2 separate regions of the Macaca mulatta genome follow, and region 1 is linked to region 2. A link is a contact called in public Hi-C data. All regions are on one chromosome and are shown on one strand. The core of a region is the stretch at or near the end of the contact, and the rest is flanking DNA. Distances in the headings are between cores, read along the strand shown.

Region 1 (2,700 bases), core at 58-2,557, 110 kb before region 2:
GCCTCAGGTTGGGATCTGCCTGAGGTTAGACCTTGCCTGAGACCACATCCTTGCAATCCTTCCTCATCTCTTTTAATCCCCTTGGGGGTTTACCCTGAAGAGTGATTTCTCAGTACATCACACAGACACAGGGATCCCTGTCCTAGGCTCTGCTTTGAGCCTGCACTTCATGTGCTGTGATTCGATAATCTCTGTACTAATTCCATCTTCCCTTCCCTGGTTTTTCAAACATTTCACATCCCTTACTGTGTGTGCATCATTGCCTTAATATAGCCCAACATCACGAAGCTGTAGGTAAGACTATTCATGCTCACTTTAATTATTTCTTTAGAAGTCATTCTGGATCTGAAGATCATTACACACAACTTCAAAACCATCTTGACTCATATTTCATCCAGTCAGTTTCACAATTCAGCAAAAGTAGGAATAAAACAGAATTTCCATGCCTTCTCCAATAAGGATCTTTAAATAAATAACATATTCATAAAACTCTCCCAAGATTCCACTGCATACAAATACCAAGTACAACTTGTAGTTGTACTTAAAAAAAGAGTAGTTGCATTTAAAAAAAAGAAGCTAACATCAACTCATAACTCTAGCATGTCTATTCCTGAAAGCAGAAACAGTACTTGAGGTTAAGGAAATAAAACAGAATTAGGTTAGTTAGTTAGCTTGTGTTATTAAAGTTAACTTTAGATACCTCCTGAGATGAATCACTTAGTCACCCTCTACTGACACAATTTGTTATTTTGAAGAAGAGAGAGTTTAGGAGCTAAGAAATGGTTTATTTTAAAATGTCTTTTTAAGAGTGGTGAGCTAACCATAAAACTGCTGTACAACAAAGATGCTCATTAAGATAACAACGGTAGGGTGATAAATGCCAAACTGTAAGCTGCATCCTCTGTATCTGTATATGAGTCGTTAGGAAAATCCTCCTGACAGCAAATCAACAGAATAGGCAATAGGTGGTGCTATTGCTATGTGTAATGCCCAGCAAAAGACACGATGCCGCATAGGGGGAAAATATTTGCCAGAAAGAGCACAAGACAAACACATTTCCCTAACTTCTGAATTCTCCAAAAGGTGGCAGTGTCATTTCTTTGTCTCTCTTGTCTGAGCTCCACCACTTATCACTGTCTTGTTGAACTGAAGTGCTCAATTTTTGTGTTCTAGGCCAAAGCTATGGCCAACATGTCGTTTTTATATGAAGGTTGCAAGGATTCAATAGATCTCTCATATTGCTCAGCTGATCCTAAAAGACATCCACATGCAGAGGAGATAAATACACCCACTGGAATAGGAGTCTTTGCAAATAGAGGATATTCAGAAGCTCCTCAGAATACATTTGATTTCCATAACATTTGGTAGAATTATTCCACAGTTATCTTTTGGGGGTGGGGGGAAGAGAACTATTTGGAAATAGTTCTTGAAGTTTGTTACATGATCTGGCTCTGTGTCCCCACTCAAATCTCATCTTGAACTGTAATCCTAATTGTAATCCCCACATGTTGGGGGAGGGACCTTGTGGGAGGGAGATTATGGAGGCAGTCCCCTCATGCTGTTCTGGTGATAATGAGCAAGTTCTCACAAGATCTGATGGTTTTATAAGGGGCTTTTCTCCCTGTCACTCTGCACTTCTCTCTCCTGCCACCATGTGAGGAAGAACATGTTTGCTTCCCCTTCCACCATGATTGTAAGTTTTCTGAGGCCTCCCCATTCATGTGGAACTGTGAGTCAATTAAACCTCTTTTCTTTATATAATTACCCAGTCTCAGGTATTTCTTCATAGCAGCATGAAAATGGACTAATACAGTTTATAAAATAAAAAGATAATTTGCAATAAACTTCCATAAAATTAAAAATAGTTTTCAAAAGAAGCATTAGCTATGGTACAGGAAAAAGCAGCAATATGAATAGTTAATAAATAGCAAAGTCTCTTTAAAGTACTGCTTTAGCCGGGCGCGGTGGCTCAAGCCTGTAATCCCAGCACTTTGGGAGGCCGAGACGGGCGGATCACGAGTTCAGGAGATCGAGACCATCCTGGCTAACACGGTGAAACCCCGTCTCTACTAAAATACAAAAAAAAATTAGCCGGGCGAGGTGGCGGGCGCCTGTACTCCCAGCTACTCGGGAGGCTGAGGCAGGAGAATGGCGTGAACCCGGGAGGCGGGGCTTGCAGTGAGCTGAGATCCGGCCACTGCACTCCAGCCTGGGCAACAGAGCTAGACTCCATCTCAAAAAAATAAATAAATAAATAAAAAATAAAGTACTGCTTTAGGCATGGAGAATGGATTTGTTTCTTTTTTTATCTGTGATGGTATTTATCATCCTAGTGTTAGTTTAGTCAAATCAGTCTTCATGGTTTGGAAAGATGTCCAGTTGTGAAGAGGAAGTCACCTTGGGATTAAAATTTGACACAAATTATCAACCAAATTAAGAATATTTTACCATATTTGACATGAATTTTCAGACTGATTTGTGGAGATAAATTGTTTCTGATTCCAGTGGACATACAAGAAGATACCAGCCTCTTCAAACTAATTCATTAAGTATCTTCAATTATTGCTACCCCTCGAAGAGTTGCAAACAAAGAAAAAGAAGTTGCATTGTACAGTAAAGTGAGAAATAAGGAGCAACAAAAATGATGCCTCAGCTGGGCATGGTACTCACACCTCTAATCCCAGCAGCTCTGGAGGCTGA
Region 2 (2,700 bases), core at 67-2,566:
ATATTCAAGGTTCTAAGCCTGGGCTGAAATCTAGAGCCTTGTTACTCAAAGTGGTCCCTGAACCTGCAACATCAGCCATATTTGGGAGCTTTTTAGAAATGTAAATTGCTGCTCTCCTGCTGCCACTCCCCCCAATCCCTTTCTATTGGATTACAATCTCCAAGAACGGAGGCTATACCCAGGATTTCTCAGCTGTTATGTGCACTCAAATCACCTGGGAATCTTATTAAATGGAGATTCTGGCACAGGGGTTCTAAAGAGGTAGTGCTAAGCTTTTACTTCTTCAAGCAGTTCCCAGATGATGCTGATGCTGTGAGCCACACTTGGAATAACACAGCTTTAGATCAGTAAGTCTCAAACTTGAACCTGTATTCAAATCACCTGGAGAGCTTGTTAATACACAAATTGTTGGGCCCTACTCTAAGACTCTCTTATAATAGCCCTGCACCTTCACCTTTGCTTTCACCCCAAGAATAGAACAGTTTATTGCACATAGAAACAGGTTATCTATGAATAAATTGGTTAATTAATTATCTACCTTTGCTAACAGAGCTGGTTACCTCTTTCTCATGTGAACATGAGTACCTGCTGAGAGAGCGCTTCAGAGAGTCTGGAGTGGAGCCTGAAAATGTGCATTTCTAACAAGTTCTGAGCCCAGCATGGTGGCTCATGCCTGTAATCCCAGTGCTTTGGGAAGCCAAGGCAGGAATATCACTTGAGGCCAGGAGTTTGAGACCAGCCTGGGCAATATAGTGAGATCCCCATCTCTACAAAAACTTTTTAAAAGTTAGCCAGGCATTGTGGTGTGAGCCTGTTGTCCCATCTACATGGGAGGAAGATCCCTTCAGCTGAGAAGTTCGAGGCTGCAGTGAGCTATGATCTAACAATTTCTTAGGTGATGATGCGATGCTGAAGGTTTAGGGACACCTCTTTGAGAACCAGTGTTCTAGCCGATCAGAACTTCCTCTAAATAGACAACTAACTCCATGCTTTCTGGTGTTTCATTTTTATAAAGCCCGATTCAGTCCTTGAATTCTAGCATTTTAGAGCTGAAAGGGACTTCAGAGGCTACCTTGTCTCCAATGAAAGAAATGCGGATCAGGGGTCCTACTCAAGGCCATACAATTAGCCAAGAGGTAAAGTCAGGATTAAGCATCCTGACTCACTCCATTTCTATGCTGTTTACTCTGCATTCTGCTGGCTCCAAAGCTCAATAAATTCCCTGGCATTCAGCAACTGCAGTATTTTTGGTGAGCTCTCCATCCCAGGCCAGCATCGAGGTGCTAGAATCCCTGTCAGACACATATGTCATCCGCACAATCGTGGAGACGCAGTGGCCTCCTACCTAACAGCTCTGTGAAAGAGGGCTTTGGAAAAAAACAGCAGCTGTGCTGGCCACTGTAGCAGAGAGAAAATGCAGCAGCTAGCAAGCAAACCCAGACAAGGTGAGTCAGCATAGAGGCCCTGGGGCTAAGGAATACGCCAGGATACTGCCAACAACTGGCACCCAGATTCTCCTGAGCAAATCTGAGAAGGTCCTTCAACCTTTCTGTGCCTGAAAAGATGCTTTTCTTTAGGGAAAACAATACTCTCATTCAAGGGAATAAACACACAAGAGAGGATCAAAAATGTACTTGGGGTGGGAGTTGTATCAGTCATGTTGCATGACAAATCACCTAAAACTTAGTTGCTTTAAATGACAACCATGTATTCTTGCTCACAAGTCTCTGAGAAAAAGGAGAAATGTATAAGATCCCTTGAAGCCTAGACTTGGATCTGGCATATCATCACTTCCTCCATACTCTACAGGCCAAAGCAAGACCCAAGGTGTGCCCACTTCTTAATGAAAGGAACTGTAACTTTACAGTATAAGGATGTAGAGAGGCCAAAGGTTCGTGGCCATTTCTGCAATCTACGACAGAGAGATTTTCTTAGTTTAGGAAAGTCTGAGACCAAGATTCCAAAGCAAATGGTTTACTTGGAAAGGAAAGGAAATACTGGTAGGGGAGAGAAAAATTGAAACACAGAGAAGCAGCAGCCACTAACGGGTGCAAAGCCAAATCGGCTAGCACTCTGGGCAGTTGGAGTATAATTCCACTGGAGAACTCTGGAAGTTGGTGCAAGACACAGACCTCATCATTATCTTACCTAAAGGAGGACGCCAGAATGTTTATACATCAATCCATTATATGGTTTGGATCTGGGCCCCTGCCCAAAACTCATGTTGAATTGCAATCCCCAATGTTGGAGGTGGAGCCTGGTGGATTGTGATTGGATTGTGATGGTGGATTCCTCATGAATGGTTTAGCATCATCCCCTTGGTACTTCTCCCATGATAATGAGTGAGTTCTAATAAGATCTGGTTGTTTAAAAGTGTATAGCACCTCCCTTACCCCAACATTCTCTTGCTCCTGTTCTTGCCATGTGAGACATCTTATACTCTCTACCTCTTCTGCCATGATTGGAAACTTCCAGAGGCGTCCCCAGAAGCAGAAGCCACTATGTTTCCTGTATAGCCTGCAGAACTGTGAATCAATTAAGCCTCTTTTCTTTACAAATTACCCAGTCTCAGGTATTTCGCAATGCACGAACAGACTAATACAATCCATATCAGTCATTTACTGAGGCTGCTCTCAGAGCACAGAAATTCCATGTAATTTCAGCCTTCCACTCTGGGCAATGTGGCTTAAGAGGTCAGAG

The links. A called contact is a pair of places that touch in the nucleus more often than the background predicts.
Region 1: a Hi-C map of cortical neurons shows a contact between it and region 2, with 7 times the contacts expected there. The contact joins two enhancer-like sites. A contact is called at or near these places in 4 of 14 Hi-C or Micro-C datasets (cortical neurons, fibroblasts, liver and 1 more).

The regions. Positions count from the first base shown.
Region 1 is chr10:74,044,563-74,047,262 of T2T-MMU8v2.0, reverse strand. No RefSeq gene overlaps it. Among named protein-coding and RNA genes, the nearest start is that of ANKEF1, 54 kb to the right of the region's middle. Within about 2 kb of position 1,307, at least 3 of the 40 cell types and tissues checked have an H3K27ac peak or open chromatin away from gene starts, as enhancers often do.
Region 2 is chr10:73,930,852-73,933,551 of T2T-MMU8v2.0, reverse strand. No RefSeq gene overlaps it. Among named protein-coding and RNA genes, the nearest start is that of ANKEF1, 59 kb to the left of the region's middle. Within about 2 kb of position 1,316, at least 4 of the 40 cell types and tissues checked have an H3K27ac peak or open chromatin away from gene starts, as enhancers often do.